2 separate regions of the Mus musculus genome follow, and region 1 is linked to region 2. The links are chromatin contacts, called in public Hi-C maps. All regions are on one chromosome and are shown on one strand. Each heading gives the region's core, a stretch centred on a gene start, on an enhancer-like site or on the middle of the called end of the contact. The rest is flanking DNA. Distances are from core to core; before and after follow the strand shown. Region 1 overlaps Pmfbp1 (polyamine modulated factor 1 binding protein 1). Region 2 holds the start of Pmfbp1 (polyamine modulated factor 1 binding protein 1).

What was found. A called contact is a pair of places that touch in the nucleus more often than the background predicts.
Region 1: a contact with region 2 is called in a Hi-C map of cerebral cortex, with 1.9 times the contacts expected there. The contact joins the enhancer-like site here to the promoter of Pmfbp1 in region 2. A contact is called at or near these places in 10 of 39 promoter capture datasets (the 3T3-L1 cell line, the C10 cell line, the HPC-7 cell line and 6 more), 17 of 484 Hi-C or Micro-C datasets (the C10 cell line, the HPC-7 cell line, the N1E-115 cell line and 7 more), 2 of 115 datasets of contacts at active chromatin or transcription factors (embryonic stem cells and epiblast stem cells) and 3 of 9 other capture datasets (adipose tissue, embryonic stem cells and pancreatic islet).

Annotation. Positions count from the first base shown.
Region 1 is chr8:109,535,615-109,539,428 of GRCm38.p6, forward strand. Pmfbp1 (polyamine modulated factor 1 binding protein 1) reads left to right here. Exons shown (of 21, transcript NM_019938.3): 15 at 198-362; 16 at 938-1,105; 17 at 1,423-1,590; 18 at 2,327-2,430; 19 at 2,985-3,059. Among named protein-coding and RNA genes, the nearest start is that of Dhx38, 28 kb to the right of the region's middle. Within about 2 kb of position 1,282, at least 24 of the 459 cell types and tissues checked have an H3K27ac peak or open chromatin away from gene starts, as enhancers often do. A contact at or near this core is called in cerebral cortex, where this site is marked.
Region 2 is chr8:109,491,554-109,495,430 of GRCm38.p6, forward strand. Pmfbp1 (polyamine modulated factor 1 binding protein 1) reads left to right here and starts at 2,474. Exons shown (of 21, transcript NM_019938.3): 1 at 2,474-2,554; 2 at 3,342-3,402. The coding sequence starts at 3,352. It overlaps Gm39246 (a long non-coding RNA gene), which reads right to left and starts at 2,428. Exons shown (of 2, transcript XR_879182.3): 1 at 2,333-2,428.

The DNA.
Region 1 (3,814 bases), core at 32-2,531, 43 kb after region 2:
GTAGCCATAAAGAGAAACGAAGCTGGAGAGATACCAAGCAGCTCAGAAGGGGCTCTGCTCTTCCTATCAGGGAGGCGGAGATGTGCGCGTGCACATCAGCAGCTATGACAGAGCGCCCAATTCCTGTCTGCCTCCTACAGTCGCGCATCTGTGCATGCCAGGAACAGCCTTGATAGTGATGTTCTTGTTCCCTAAAGATAGCCCGCCAGAAGGATTCCATCATGATTCTGCAGACACAGCTGGATTCGGCTATCCAGAAAGAGAAGAACTGTTTCCAGAACATGGTTAGTAAAGAAGCTTATGAGGAACTTGTGCGGAAGTCGGGCAACTGCCAGGACGACCTGACACAGGCCCTGGAGAAGGTGAGGCCACGCAAGGTGAGGCCACGCCCACTCTCTGCCAAAGAAGTAGTCAAAGAAACTCGGGGGGGGGGGGCTACGAGTGGACAGGAGTCAATTTCTTGTATGACTGACACTCTTCAGTGCTTTTTAACCCTTGCCCGGACAGGGCGGTCTGTCCAACGAAGGCCTGCGTTCTCTTAGTTTTATATGTTGGTGTCCTCGGCTTCGTTGTAGGGTGGCAGAGATGATAATATCGAACCAGTCTTCCCGCTCACTGGTGATTCACAGACAGGGTTTTTCCCAAAGTCTGGATTATCAGGGGAATCCATGCCCCGTCTCTGGTGGTCATGTCTACAGATCGGTGGGGAAAAAAAAAAACAAAAAACAAAAAACTGGAAATGGAATGAGGAAGGATGAAAGACTGGGAAGAGAGGTGAAAGCCACCTGCTCTCCCTCCCCTTCCCTCTGGACCACCTGCAGCCTGACCATGGGCACCACCACAGAGAGGGCCTGGGACCTTCTGTACTAAAGACTCAGCCGAGAAGACCAAGGGCCCTGGAGGCCACTCTAATCCACTCTGTGTTTTCTGCTGAAAGCTCACTCAGGCAACCTCAGAGACAAAGAGCCTGAATCGCTCCTTGCAACAGACCCAGGAGAGGAAAGCTCAACTGGAAGATGAAATCGCGGCTTATGAGGAAAGGATGAAAAAGCTCAATATGGAGTTAAAAAAACTGCAGGGCTTCCAACAGCAGAGCGAGCAAGAGGTGAGAGTTTGGGGGTGGGGGAGGGGACGCTCACTCGGGCTCCCTTCCTATTAGAGGTCCACAAGGTCACCTTTTGCAGGCAGAATTATTTAGCACTCAGCCAGTACCCTTTGGCTGCTGGGTTCACTCCACCTTCTCTGCTTGTGGACTGACAGGCAGGCAAGGAAGGAAGATCAGAGCAGGGGCGCCCTCTGCTGGTCACTGGAAATTAAAGGCACACACCCCTGTACTCCCCCCAAGCCAGTCTACTCCTCCTTGCCTGGTCCCGTCTTCCCTACTACCCCTCCCCAATCCCCTCACTTTGCACTCCTGAGTAGGTGCACAACTTTGACAAGAAGCTGGAGGAGATGAGCAACCAGGTGTTGCAGTGGCAGAGGCAGCACCAGAGTGACCTTAAGATGTTGGCAGCTAAGGAGTCGCAGCTCCGAGAATTCCAGGAGGAAATGGCGACCCTAAGAGAGAGCCTCCTTGCAGATGAGAAGGAGGTGGGCACAGTTTGGATTCTGTCACTTCCTCTCCACCCCTCCTGACTGGGCAATTTGGGGGGATGGAAGGAACACACACTTACACACACACACACACACATACACACACACACACACACACACACACACACACACACATGCATTATTCAGCAGGGAGCCGAGTCTGGATAGTTCTGGGTCATTTCTAACCAAGAGAAGCCTGGTCCCAGCAAAAGACTGGGACATCAGTTTCCACTCACAAAGATGCCCCCCTCCCACCCCTACCCTGGTTTGCTGCCCTCTGAGCATGTCCTGCTAGTTTTTGCCATCCAAGCAGATAAGAAGCTTTCTAGACAAGCCACACATCCAGCAACCAGAGCAGGGACATCCACGGCAGACCACAGGGCCCTTGCTCAAATGAAAAAGAAGCACCTCTTCTTCCTGGTTGTCTTCTTCCGTTGGCTGTGTTTATACTTGTTCTAAAACACTGCTGTTTTAGAACAAGTCACTCCACTGCCATTAGCCTGAGAATCATTACTATCAGTGTACATATCAGCCACGAACCGTGCCTCCTCCGAGGTGTCACCACTGTGAGTTACGCAGGTTCCTCATGTGGCAGCTCTAGCCTCAGGTTGGGCAGCAGAGCTGATTTTTTTTTTCTTTTCTCAGAAAGAAGAATCCAGTATTTGGGGGAGGGGGAGGTAGCAGTCGGTGTTCTCATCCCTTATCGTCTTGTTTTTCCTTCCTGTGTGTAAAGCCGTACTCCCCGCCTGCAAAGCTAACCCCCAAAGAAACCTGCAGGCACCACCGGGAGAATGACCAGATTATGAACAACGTGGAACAATGGGCAAAGGAGCAGAAGTGAGTATTTGAGACAGAGGTAGGGTAGGTCCCACGGCCAGGAAGAACTGAGAACCACAGTGACAAGTCAGTCACACATGCTTGCCGGAGAACTCACTCACAAGAACTGAGAATCAGACAAGAGGGGTCTGGCCCTTTCAGGCCATCTTGCAAACCCTGCTATATAGCAACAGAGTAGCATCCGACGGGAAGGCCCGTTTCCAGGAGGTCCAAGCTTCTTCTTCCTAAGTTGGGATCCAACCTTGCAAAGCCTGTAGCATAGCAACAGAGTAGCATCAGAAGCACAGAGCCCGTTTCCATGAGGTCCACGCTTCCTCTTCCTAAGTTGGGATCCAACCTCACTTGGAATCCAATCCCTTGTAGACCAAGGCATTAGTAGAATGTGAGTCCCTTTGTGACTGACAAGGCTCTCCCTCTAGGGAAGAGGTGATTGATGGGGGGCAGGAGGGGGGCAAGGAGCCAGCAGAAACCCTCCTGGGAAGACCCAGTGCCCATCAGCCAGCTTCTCGCAGCTCTAGGGAAGAGTCATCCCTCCCCTGTGTGTTTTGTTACAGGATTGCCAATGAGAAGTTGGGAAACAAGCTGAGAGAGCAGGTTAAATACATTGCCAAGTTGACTGGCGAAAAGGAGTAAGTCTTCCTCCCTGGACAGTTGCCTCTTGGGACCACCCCTGGTTGATTGACATTCTGTATGGGGACCAGCCCCCCAGGAAAAACAAAACAAAACTAAGATCCAGGCAGACCCTGAGACCCGAAACAGTTCCTTTGCAACACTAACATGTCACTTGACTATACTGACAAGGGACCTTAATACCTTCCCCCTCAATGGCAATACAGTAAGAGATCACACACCTCCTTCTTCCACTCAACTCCTGTGAGTTTCAGAGGCTGAGGGCATTAAGAAAAGAATGAGTAGTGGCAGACAGGACTATGTGTATGGACTAAGTGGCTGGAAGAGATGTCCATGAACGAAGGCGAAAGGAAGCCATGGCTCACTGCTTTCAAGGCAGGAAGTCCAGGTTGAAGGTTCCTCTGCTTGACCTTGTCCTCGGGAAACTGAGGCACCTTTACTTAGGGTCCTACTCTCCCTGTGACCCTGCTTCACCTCCTGGTCAAAGGTTTGTCTATTGGGAGTGAGGCATGGCTGTGTAAGGGAGGTTGAGGACAGAGGTGAAGAAATGAGTGTCTAAAAGTGGAATCTTGGGGGTGGTGAAGGTTCAGGCAGTGACATGGCCTAGGGTAGGGGTTCCCAGGCTTTTTCCATGGAGCATAGAGACTACCATGATTGACAGTCCAGGAGGGTGTGGAGAGGGTTTGCATGTGTCAACGTTGGCCAAAGCAGCAGTTGCCTCATGCTCTGTTATGAGGGCTGAGAATGTCAATGT
Region 2 (3,877 bases), core at 1,224-3,723:
AGGGGCAGAGGAAGCAGAGTTGTGCACTTCCACTCTTTAAGATGTCTTAGAAGTCCTCATGATGTTCAACTTTCGTTAGCCAAAAAATTAACTGCATAGCCGTACCTGTGCAGGAGGCATGCTGGGAGATGTGGTTTATAGTAAGTACACAGACATTACGACAAAATGAGGGTTCCGTTTCTAGGGGACTTTAAAGGGTTTTAAAATAATATGGCTTAATTTTTACCTGATAATAATGACCCTTTCTTAGAAGTAGCTAAGACGAAGTTTCTGTTGTGTGGTGGAACGGAGCATAATAAAGAGACTGTGTAATGAAAACTAGATTATTTTTTCCTTCTCTGCCTGAGTTCATAGCTGACTCCCAAGTGGGAGAAAGTCTTGTTTCTTGCCTGCATACATTAGTGCTCTGGGAAAGGGCTGATGGGGGAGCACAGTATGACTAGAATAGCTAAGGTTTTATTTATTTTGTATGTGCATGTGTGTGTATGTGTGTGCATGAAACTATACATGCATATATACACGCATGCATGCCATGCGTATGGAAGACCCAGGACAACCTCCGTTTTTTTTTTTTTTTTTTGGTCAGCTTTTACCTTCTACTTGTTGAGACAGGGTTTCTCTTGTTTCTCTTGTAGCATCCTCCAGGCTGCCCCGGAAGCTTCCAGCTGCCTTACCTAACCATAGGAGTTCTGGGATTGCAGATGTGCACCCCTATATCCAGCTGTTTTCTTTCTTAACATGGGTTCCAGGGACCAAACGCCAGTCATCAGGTTTGCATGGCAACTGCTTTTACCTACCAGTCCATCTTCATGGGCCTTTAAGGTTTTTTTTTTTTTTAAGATTTATTTATTATACATTAAATACACTGTAGCTGTCTTCAGACATCCCAGAAGAGGGCATCAGATCTCTTTATAGATGGTTGTGAGCCACCATGTGGTTGTTGGGATTTGAACTGAGGATCTCTGGAAGAGCAGTCAGTGCTCTTAACCTCTGAGTCATCTCTCCAGTCCCTGGGGCTTCTAAATTTTTATTTAGACCACGAATCATTTTTCCCTTGGGCACAGCTGTCACCAAGAGAAACACTGAAAACAGAAGCTAAGACTTTGAAATGGAGAAAACAGTTCCCTGGGCAAACGTAACCAGTGAGGCTTGAAGAAGTGCTGGGCTCAACAGAGATGCAAGAGACAAAGACATGAAGCCAGGGGCCTTAGAAGAGAGGACATTGAAGAAGTCTTAGGTCCAAAAGGACAGTAACCAGGGATCTGGAAGACTCTTCTGTTCCCTCTGGGATGAGCCTCCTACTGCACAAAATGTTTGTCAGCCATTCTCCTAAAAGGGCATTGTGAGAGTTCCAGGTGACTACTTATGGAGTACGGAACCTCGTTCTATGTTGCCTCTTATCTACCTAGCTAACATTACATCAAGTGCCTCTGGAATGTACCACACAACCCTTCATTCCTCTCAACCGTAAGTATTTCTGAACTGCCCACCACCGTTACTGCAAGTGACTCACAGGAGTCCAGTGTCTTCCTCGCGGGACAGAATTCCATCATTGTTTCCTTTGACCTTTTTCTTGCTACAGTCTGGTATATTTCATAGGAATAATGAAACCAATGCCTTCTAATTTCCCTTCGAAATACTCTTTGGAATGAAGGCAATCTAGAAAATGATTTGTGAGGGTTTTTCTTTCTGCCTAATTTTAGATGCGGTTTTATTTGAGAACCATCTGCTAATGATCCTGTGGATTTTCCTGGAGAGAAATCTCACTCTCAAGAACACATCTGTAGTGTGTGATGCTCAGACGGAGTTTATAGTTCTTATTGAATAAAGGTGTTTGTCAAGATAGAACAGCAAGGCGGTGAAGTTGAGAACTAGGACAAACCAGGCAGGTCACTTACTACAGCAAAGATGGGGACTCGAAGAGATGAGGCCTTCCGATAGGACATGATTCACATGGGTTTTAATCTTTTTGGCTTGCCTAGTGTGAGAATTATTTGTGATGTTCACTAATATCCCCTTTGGAGATCAAAGGAAGTTAGGTGCGATTGTATAATTTCTTTGAACCCAGTAAACAATGAGCAGAAATGAAGTGCTTCACTTCCACTTTATGAACCAGGATGGTCTTCACCATGTTACCTGCCTGCCGTCATAGCAACAGACCACATACTAGATAATAGGGGTTCCACGAACTGAGGAAAATAAGGAGCCAAGTCAGGACAATGTGGGGCAGAGCTCCACACGATACGCGTAGCCAGAGCGAAAGCAACCTTTCTTGTTTTGAGCTGTTGAGAGTTAGGGTTTGTTGGTGTGAAATCACCCAACCTAGCCTTACCAGGTAAGATGGAGCGATGTCATCATTCCCATGATGCACCTCTATGCATGAAGATGTAAGAGGACCCAGAATGCAGAAAACCAGAATACTGCTCCATAAAACATTCCAAGTTCTACACCTCATAGCTATTCTTTCTTCTTGGCTTATATTAGGGATGGGGGATGTAGCTTATCACAAAGAATGAGTATTTGGTGGCTTCTCATTCTTGGAACCATTCTGCAGGTAAGTGTCTGGGGGAACTTCATCCAACCCTCTAGTTAAGAACATAATGAATGAGATTATTTTTAGGAAGTCCAGTGCATTGTGACCTCAACCACATCACCCCGTACTTACACACCAGTACATGTGTGGCCATCTTTGGTTTCACTGGAAGCTTTTTAATTGAGATAATTCTCCAAACTTTACAAGATTTCTATCTTTTTAATCCCCACCATGGCAAGCTGGGCTTCAAAAACAAGTCCTATCATTGGACATTTCATAGTCATAGTGGTCAAATGAGCGGGCAAGCTTCATGGAGTAGTAAGAGAGTCTTTGTGATCTTGGGTAAGCTACTTAACCTCTCTGAGCCTAAGTTTCCTTCCTTCTCTAGGTAATAGGGATATTAGTATTTCTTGCCCCCCCAACCCCTGAGTTATTATGGGAATAGGTCATATACATCTTGTGTGGTCCATAAAAAACCTAAGTCTTAACTATATCTGACCCATGGACATCTAGAAAGTTCAGCTCAGCCCTTTTTCTTCCCTAGAACAGTAAATTCAAGAACTTTTTAGTCTGCCACATAGTGGTTTTTTGGGAAAGATGTAAAACTATGGCCCTGCCTCCCTCACAAAGGTTTTAACCCACGTGAAAACACAGACAGATGGGCAGGAAAGTTGGGGTATTGTTAACAGTTTAGGAGATGTTTTCCAACTCCCCTGCTGAGGGCATAGATCCAGCTGGGGGAAAAATATCCTTTAAAAGGCTGGACTCATTTATGCTTTTTCCATCTTAAACACTTGGACTTTTTCAGGTTTACAAAAATGCTAAAGCTTAAAGGAGAATTACGAACTGCCAAGGGACTGAAGAATGAGGTAAGGCTCCCAACTGCCTGCTCACAAGAAAGAGAATCTTTGTTGAAGAAGGGATTGCTTCCAAGCTCCATGGTTCCAAATTCTGGGAATAAGCAGCATGAAACACCATGGGGAGAGCAGACATCACAACATAGATTTAAGAGCCCCAGTTCGAGCCTCAGCCCCTCTGGGTCCACACCTAACAGTGGAGTGACCTGGACCATGTTGCGCACCTTCCCTGAGCCTCCTCAGAGAGAGTACACATGATAAGCACATATTTCCATTGCTTACCAGGAAGTTTATCAGGTACTGTGTACAAAAAGCACCTAATGGACACTTTATATATTTTTTAATGTATTTATTTATTTAATGTGAGCACTCTGCTACATATACATCCGCAGACCAGAAGAGGGCATCAGATCTCCTTATAGATGGTTGTGAGCCACCATGTGGTTGCTGGGGATTGAACTCAGGACCTCTGGAAGAGCAGCCACTG